3 separate regions of the Gossypium hirsutum genome follow, and all the other regions are linked to region 2. A link is a contact called in public Hi-C data. All regions are on one chromosome and are shown on one strand. The core of a region is the stretch at or near the end of the contact, and the rest is flanking DNA. Distances in the headings are between cores, read along the strand shown.

Region 1 (2,700 bases), core at 35-2,534, 350 kb before region 2:
ACCCAAAAGTTGTAAGTTATTAGCTATGAAAAGTACAATTCATCTGCAGGCTGGTTTCCATCATTCTGAAATAAATGCTTTGCTATTATAGTTCATTTAGTTTTAAAATTCTGGGTCACTGAAGAAGCCAAAGGCATTATTGAGAAGTTAAAACTAAAGCAAACAAAAATTAGTAAAGATGATCGAATTGTTTGTACCAGAGAGAAGGATGGAGTTGGTGGAGCTGAGACTGAGACTGAGACTGAGCTGGAGTAGTGGACCCGTAGGGCAGGAGTCTCTTTTTAAGGACGTCTTAAAGGGCGAGCCTTTTTTGTTGTGGAGTGGATTAAGAACATAACAAATAGTTTAGAAAACATGGCACTTGGCAGTTAACATTTCCCACGTTTCAACTTCGGGGACAGCGCCGTTTGGTCTGGTTTCCACAACCCCATCATGTTTGGTCCGGATAAGGGACTAGAAGTGGGTGGCCGGTTCTGCTGTGAGCTTAAAAAAATAATAAATTACATCATCAGTCATTCAATTTTGATACAAATGATAAAATAATCACTTTAATTTTAATTGAATCACTTAATTTTCAAAAAATAATAAATCAATCATTAACATTATTAAAAAATGATAAATCAATTACCCATTAACATTTTTTGTCCTAGGCCAAAACCCAAGCCAAAACCCAAACCACAACTTCCAATTTATACCCTCATAACTACATTGTTATGTTGCCAAACCACAACTTTCAATCTTGCCAAAATCAGAAACAAATATTGCAACCTAACTGTAGAAATATCACAACCAGCTACCCAAATATGAATAAAAACATCCAAATATAAACATGTAAATTATGTCAATATCTATCCAAAAAGAAGTTTAAATAGAGACGTGGATATAAAAGAAATTTACCTGGACATGAAGGGTGGAGCGGATCCCAGGAGAAGGTTGAGGCAAGCACAAAATAGGGGTGCCCTCAGCATGGACAACAAGCCTTACACCAACACTCAATGGCCACCCATCTTAAGCTAAAGTGGAAAGGGTCCCTATAAAAAACATTTCCATTATGGTCTTGGAAACCTCAGCGGGAAATGACTTGTGGCTGGTTTTTGTTGGTGGGACTGAAACAGTGGAGAGCGAGGAGCATAATTTGAATGAGGGTTTGGGTTTTGCTTGAAGGAATTTGGGTTTTGGAGGGAAGGGTGGAAGGAAGTGTGTCGACAAGGATTGAGTTTGGATTTGGAGACTCATTTTCATTCCCCTTCGGATTTCCTTGCTAAGATAGATATGATATTAGATGTCTTCGCTGTGTTGGTATTTTTTGAGTGATAAAACAGAAGATTAGGTTATTAAATGTTAACAATAATAATAATAATAATAATAATAATAATAATAATAATAATGAGTACAAGAAAAAGAAATGGAAATGACCTCAAAATGAGATGAGATGGTGCATTTAGTTAAATATGGTGAAGGAAAGCTCTTGATCCTTCTCGTCACTGGAACTATTCTCTGTGAAGCTTGTCCACTGTCGTTACCGTGATCCACAACCTCATGCTGCTGTTGAACCACTCTATACTTTTTCTCTAATTCTCCTCCTCCTCCTCCTCCTCTTTTTTTTCATTCTTCTTCTTTGGTTCTTTTTCTTTTACTGCCCAACCCAGCTAGGGTTTTAAATTGGGGTCCTTTACACAGTAGGATGCCATGTTACTTTTCTGTTAGGTTTGTAATAAAAATGGTTAAAATGACTGATTTGTTATTTTTCAAAAGTTGAGTGGTTAAATTAAAATCAGAGTGGTTGTTTTGCCAACTGCATTAAAATTGAGTGACTGTTAGTGTAATTTACTCAGAAAGAAATTATGATAAACTTTTACCTATTGAATAGGTTTTTTTAGACACTATATCTATTGAACAGATTACAAGTTAATAATTTATATATTATCATAATTTTTGTTGTTTTTTATAATAATTAAGTAAATAAAATAAAATAAATTTATTAAGAGAACCAAACTTTATATCTCCTCATTTTTTTATACTATCTCATATTCTTTTAATATTCTCTCGTAAATTTTTTTACTTCAATTTTTTTTATATTTCATCATAATATTTTTTTGTATTCTATCATAATTTTTTATATTTCTTAGGATTTTTATATTCTTTTTTTTATATTATCTCATAATTTTTCATATTGTTTCAAAAAAAAAAGAATTTGGTACGATATATAGTTTTTGAGTAAAAAAATATTATTCTTAAATATAATGAAATTCTAATGAAATTTTTTTACGGAAAAAATTATAACTGTTAAATTTTAAATTTGTAATGCTAAATTTCGGTATTGAAAAATTATATTTGATGATACTTTTTTTAATGTGAAAAATTAAATAAATGAAAAAAAGTTACTAAAACAAACCAAAAATTGTTAACCTTCATAATTTTTGGTATCCCCTCAAGTTTTGTTGGTATTCCTTGGGTAAATTAACAATATATGCCAAATTTTTTATTTGGCCTTTTAGGTCATTTTTTTTTCAAATTTAGAGAAATAAGTCATTTTTAGAGAGAGAAAGGGAAAACATGCCCAGCTGGACGCGCTTTCCTCCTCTCTCTCCTAGGGTTAGGGTTTTTTATTTTGTTAGGTAGAGGGGTTTTGTTAAGGTTAGGATTTTTTAAGGGTTTAGGGTCAGAGTTTAGAGGTGAAACTGCAAAAATTTATAAGTA
Region 2 (2,787 bases), core at 91-2,590:
TAAAAGCCCTATCCGGAGCAAAGCTGAACAGGCAAGTTTCCTAAAAACAAAAATGAAACAGCTAAAGAAATATAAACCGACAACCTAATAGATGAATCTAGAAAAAGCAGCCTACTCTACCCCAGTCATTTCAACAACAGCTGTACTCCACATTACTATACGAATCGTTATTTCAGTCTTATCCAGCCTTTCAGTCGATAGCCTTGCCCAAAAAATAAACATTCATTGCTATCTTCATAACTCTTCCATTCCTCATCATCGTCTTCTAGTCTGGATCTCTTGCCCAACGACCTTCCGAAGGCGAGTCATGCAAATTCGGTTCTCCTTGTACCAGGTAAGAGGTGACTCCGCTCTCTAAAGCTTCTTTTGCAATCTGATGGGCACGTATATTATCTGATCGGGGGATATGCTTGAACTCTATTGTTTGAAAATGAATGCACCTCTTCTGAATATCTCGAATAATTACTTCTATGACTGATTTGTCTGTTTCTGTTGTTTGACACTTCCTGATTACTGTTATTGAATCCCCTCTGATTTGTAATTCACGAAAACCCAATAAAATCTCTAACCGAATTGCTTCCAATCCTGCATATGTTTCTGCCGCGAACGGAGATGGCACATTATTGTGAAGGACTGACTTTGATGCCAAAAGTTCATCAACACTCCGGAGGCAGATCTGGAAGTTCGCTTGTCGAACGCAGCGTCGAAATATATCTTAATCATTGGTAAGATTTCCATGCTTCTGTTTCTTCGAAATAAATCTGATGATTCTTGCTTAGTTCTTGCCTCATCTAGCTCAGCCTTGTAACTTAGAATGTTCTGTGCTAGTTGTCTTCCTATGATAAATATCCGTTCATGTACTAGCCGATTTCTGGAGTACCATATTAGCCATAGAGCATAGCAAAAGAGTCGACTCTGCTCCTTAGTTCCCTGCAGAAGTACCCAGGTAAGCCAATCCCGAAACTCAGGTATTGAGTTGTTGGTAACCCATGAAAGGTTTAACATCTGCCAAGCTTCTAAACTTGTAAGACATTGTCTAAATATGTGCGAGCAGTCTTTATCCCCCAAACAACCGCGGGGGCAGCAAGCATTTATGAGCACCCTTCTGCTCCTAAGGTTTACAAGTGTGGGCAAATAATTCCAAAAGATACGCCAAATTGTATTTGTGATTTTTGTAGGAAGTTGTAGGCTCCAAAGTTTGCTGTAAAAATTTTTTAATTCGATCTGTAATATAATGCTACTAGGATTTAGTGAAGAATCCTGTAATAGTTTATAGGCGCTCCGAATGGTGAATTCCCCAGATTGTTCCCCCTTCCAAACTTGACGGTCAGCATAGTTCATTTCAGCAAGAGGGATCTGTAATATTCACTGAACAACCTCATTCTGAAAGGTATTACATACTAACTCTACTTTCCACTTCGTACTCGAATTGTTAATAAGATCTGAGACTAATTCCAGCTCCTCGTTTTGTCTTGTTCTACCGATTAATTGTTTCAATCCCGGGGACCCAACAATCATTCCAAATGGATATCTCTCTCCCAGTTCCCACTCTCCAGCATAGCTCTCTATGGAGAAGTCCCTTCGAAGCCCAGATGCTCTTCTAGGTGAGAAAAGGTAGATTTCCTAACCTAGCCTCCATAAATTTTGACTGCGGATAGTATTTTGCCTTCAAAACCTTCGCTAATAATGAATTTGGATAATTAATCAATCGACAACCTTGATTTGCTAACAACACGATATTAAATTAGTTTAACTTTCGAAAACCTAAACCCCCACTCTCCTTCAAACTGCAAAGATCTTGCCAAGTGTACCAATGAATACCCCTCTTTCCTCTACCCTTTTGCCACCAAATTTTTACGAAAACACTCTCGATACCGTCACATAGAGTTCTCGGTAGTAGGAAACAGACCATTGTATAAGTTGGAATAGCTTGAAAAATAGCTTTAATAAAGACTTCTTTGCCTCCCTGTGATAAATATTTTGTACTCTATTTGTCAATATGCATTGTTATACGATCCTTCAAATTTTAGAAAGACTCTTTTTTCCTCCTACCTACCATATTTGGCAAGCTTAGGTATCGTTCCGGTTCCTCCGAACATCAAGCCCCCAGCAAGCTGGCAATTAATTGCTTATCCATTGACGACGTATTTTTGCTAAAGAAAACCATTGACTTCTCGAAATTAACCTTCTGACTCGAACAAGCTCTATATTTGCTTAAAATATCTTTAAAAAGATGTGCACCTCGAATTGTAGCCTCCCCAAACAAGATGCAATCGTCTGCAAATAATAAGTGTGAAATCGCTGGTCCACTCCTGCTGACCTTCACCCCTTTCAAACTTCCTTCCTGCATCGCTAGTCTCAACAAGCTCGATAGACCCTCCCCACATAAAAGAAATAAAAATGGGCTCAAAGGGTCACCCTGTCTAAGGCCCTTGGATGGTCGAAATTTTTCCCTAATGGATCCATTAATGACAATTGAATAAGAAACAGAAGAAATGCAATTCATAACCCCTTCAACCCATCTTGTAGCAAACCCCATACGAATCATCACTTCCTTCAAGAATCTCCATTCGACCTAGTCATACGCTTTACTCATGTCCAACTTCACTGCCATAAACCTTTTTTTTCCCTATCTTTTATGCTTAAGCGTATTAAGAATATCATAAGCTATCAGCACATTGTCTGAGATCAATCTTCCTGGCACAAATGCACTTTGTGCCTCATCAATACATTTCCTGATTACTCTTCGAAAACAATTAGCAATTGCCTTCGCCAATATTTTGTATA
Region 3 (2,891 bases), core at 285-2,784, 490 kb before region 2:
CTCATGGTAGGTAATTTCTTTTTCCCTGTACTTTTTTTGTGAAACTGTTTCGATGATAATTACAGGATTATGGGGTTAATTACTGTTTGATGTTATGCTAGTTTTGTAACAAAATGATGTTAAGTACTTTTTCATCATGCAAAATTATCTCTTGTTGAGGCGCACATGGCACAAAACATGGGCAGCAATTGTCGTGCGTTAGGAGCTGTCCATGGGGACAGTCTGGCTGATCTGGGTGTGTTCCAGTGTTTCTAGTCTCAAGTGACCATCACTTTCTTTGTATCTTTATGTCACGGTTCTTCTGTGTGACATAATATCGAGCACTTGTTTTGCCTTAGCTAGTTGCCTGCTCAAATGTATATAAGCTGTGGCCTACAACCAGGAATTATATGCCATTTTAATATGGTGGACACCACACTATCCTCATCCTCTAAAAAAATTCAAATTTAAATAACAAAAGGTTAAAATAGTTAAAAAGTTTCCAATCACCATGTATGATTTTTTTATTGATTTATAAAAAAAATAACAGAAAAAACATGAGGCTTAAATAAAAATATAGATTATATGGGTGAAAAATAAGTTTTATGAAAAATTTATATTAAAATAACAATAAGAATTTAGTTGAAATGGTAAAATTAAAAATTAAGAATCCTTTCATAGTTTAGGTCAATTGTTTTTTAAATAAACTTAATATAAAGGTAAGGAAATGCAACAAATATCCTACAATAATATTTATTAATTGTCTAAAATGTGATTTTTTTAAATATTTTTCCTGATCAAGTTGTTGAGTTGAGTTGAGATATTTAGTCACATATTTAAATAATAGTAACCATAGATATAGAAAACAGAATGTGAGAGAAAAATATTTTTTTATGTATGATGAAGCTTTGGATGACATGGTAAAATTAAAGATTTAAGATACTTATGTCTCGTTTGATTACTAGTGTAATTATATGAGCAAAACAAACTTAGTTATTATGCATGTATTATAATTGTTAGATATAAAATAAAGAATAACTAGTAAATTTAAATTTAAAATTTGAAAGATGGATGATAACTCTTGTAAAAATTAAGCGAAAATTTTTCCTCTCTTCGCTAAAAATAAATTATAGATGTGGCTAAATATTACCAATTGAATTAGTTTATTGCTAATTCATATACTAAAACATGTGTAAAAAAATAATATTTCTACTAGCAAACAAAGCACTAATAGGCTAGGTTTAAATCTCATCCTTTGTATTTTTTTTTAAATTTAAAATTTTTAATATAAATTCTATATTAATGAATAAAATACAAAAACACTATATGACAATGTCTATTAATTGTTTAAATTTGATTTTTTTTAATATTTGTTCTGATCAAGTTGGTTTTGAGTAAATTGAATTACATTTAAATAATAGTAAGTATAGATATATATCGGTGAAGTATAGTTTTATGAAAAAATACTTGAAATGGTTGATGATTTGTATATTTTTATTAAAATTAAATTAATTTTATATAAAATATTTATTAATTGTTTAAAAGGAGACGAAGGTGTTATTTGGAAGCAGTGAATGGCGTTGGACTTTGTTTTTCCCTTCGATTCCTTCTTCTTCCATGCGAAGAAACCACCTTTCTTATCCAAACTCCCTTTTCTTTACATTTAATATCAACCGTCTATTCAGATACAGAGTTAATATTGTATGTATTTATATTGACTCTGTGCTGATGATGAAAGTAATTTGTACAATGGCTCATCTTCTCCATCGCTTAGTAATTTTCACCATCTTAATAACCATGGCTGCCACCGTCACACCAATAACCCATCAACATTCAAAAGAAGCCTCTAAATTCTATAATTCTCCGGCTTGCCTTTCAATATCTGAACCCTATATTTTATGCTCCCATCAAGCGCTTCATTTGGCAATGACCATCGACAAAGCTTACATCAGGGGATCCATGGCCGCTATTCTTTCCGTACTTCAACACTCCTCTTGTCCCCACAACATTGCCTTCCATTTCCTCATCTCCGCCACCGCAAACGCCTCACTTTTACGCGCCACCATATCCTCCTCCTTCCCTTACCTCTACTTCAGACTCTACCCTTTTGATCACTCATCTGTTCCTCTTATTTCAACCTCAATCCGTTCAGCTTTAGATTGCCCTTTGAACTACGCTCGAATCTACTTAGCTTCTCTCCTTCCTTCATGCATCCACCGTGTTTTGTATCTTGACTCGGACCTGATTCTCGTTGACGACGTTGCTGAACTCGCCGCGATCCAACTCGGAGATAACTCAGTTTTGGCGGCAACAGAATATTGCAGTGCCAACTTCGTTTCTTACTTTACTCCCACGTTTTGGTCCAACCCTTGTTTATCCTTAACTTTTGCGAATCGTAAAGCTTGTTATTTCAACACAGGAGTAATGGTGATGGATCTTGATCGATGGAGAGAAGGGGATTACACGAGGAAGATAGAAGAATGGATGGAGATTCAAAAAAGAATGAGGATTTATGAGTTGGGTTCATTGCCGCCGTTTTTATTAGTTTTCGCCGGGAACATAGTTCCGGTGGATCACAGGTGGAATCAACATGGGCTTGGGGGTGATAACTTTGATGGTCTTTGCCGGGATTTGCATCCTGGCCCGGTTAGTGTTTTACATTGGAGTGGAAAAGGGAAGCCATGGGCGAGGCTTGATGCTAAAACACCCTGCCTTTTGGATGCTTTGTGGGCATCTTATGATCTCATGGATACTTCATTTGCTTTTGATTCTTGAATCGAATGCCAAAATTATGCTTCGGGTGTAAGTGTTTGTTGGCTAGGAAAGTGACGGAATCGTCGAGAAACGGTGGAGCTATAAAAGCTCTAAGCTGCAATAATGCCAGGGCGGAGCTTTAGCTATGTGTTTACAAA

The links. Hi-C and Micro-C count contacts between places; a contact is called where the count stands out from the background.
Region 1: a contact with region 2 is called in a Hi-C map of leaf, with 2.7 times the contacts expected there. The contact joins the promoter of LOC107918032 here to the promoter of LOC121224376 in region 2. A contact is called at or near these places in 4 of 34 Hi-C or Micro-C datasets (callus, hypocotyl and leaf).
Region 3: a contact with region 2 is called in a Hi-C map of leaf, with 2.6 times the contacts expected there. The contact joins the promoter of LOC107916600 here to the promoter of LOC121224376 in region 2. A contact is called at or near these places in 10 of 34 Hi-C or Micro-C datasets (callus, hypocotyl, leaf and 1 more).

What each region holds. Positions count from the first base shown.
Region 1 is chrA01:26,291,245-26,293,944 of Gossypium_hirsutum_v2.1, forward strand. LOC107918032 (B3 domain-containing protein REM16) reads right to left here and starts at 1,285. Exons shown (of 6, transcript XM_016847525.2): 1 at 898-1,285; 2 at 198-483.
Region 2 is chrA01:26,637,595-26,640,381 of Gossypium_hirsutum_v2.1, forward strand. LOC121224376 reads right to left here and starts at 1,341. Exons shown (of 2, transcript XM_041107641.1): 1 at 592-1,341; 2 at 201-334. The coding sequence starts at 1,341. The coding sequence ends at 266. It overlaps LOC107918053 (a long non-coding RNA gene), which reads left to right and starts at 166. Exons shown (of 6, transcript XR_005922017.1): 1 at 166-334; 2 at 613-725; 3 at 829-946; 4 at 1,055-1,390; 5 at 1,543-1,614.
Region 3 is chrA01:26,145,371-26,148,261 of Gossypium_hirsutum_v2.1, forward strand. It overlaps LOC107916600 (probable galacturonosyltransferase-like 1), which reads left to right and starts at 1,535. Exons shown (of 1, transcript XM_016845893.2): 1 at 1,535-2,891. The coding sequence starts at 1,597. The coding sequence ends at 2,754.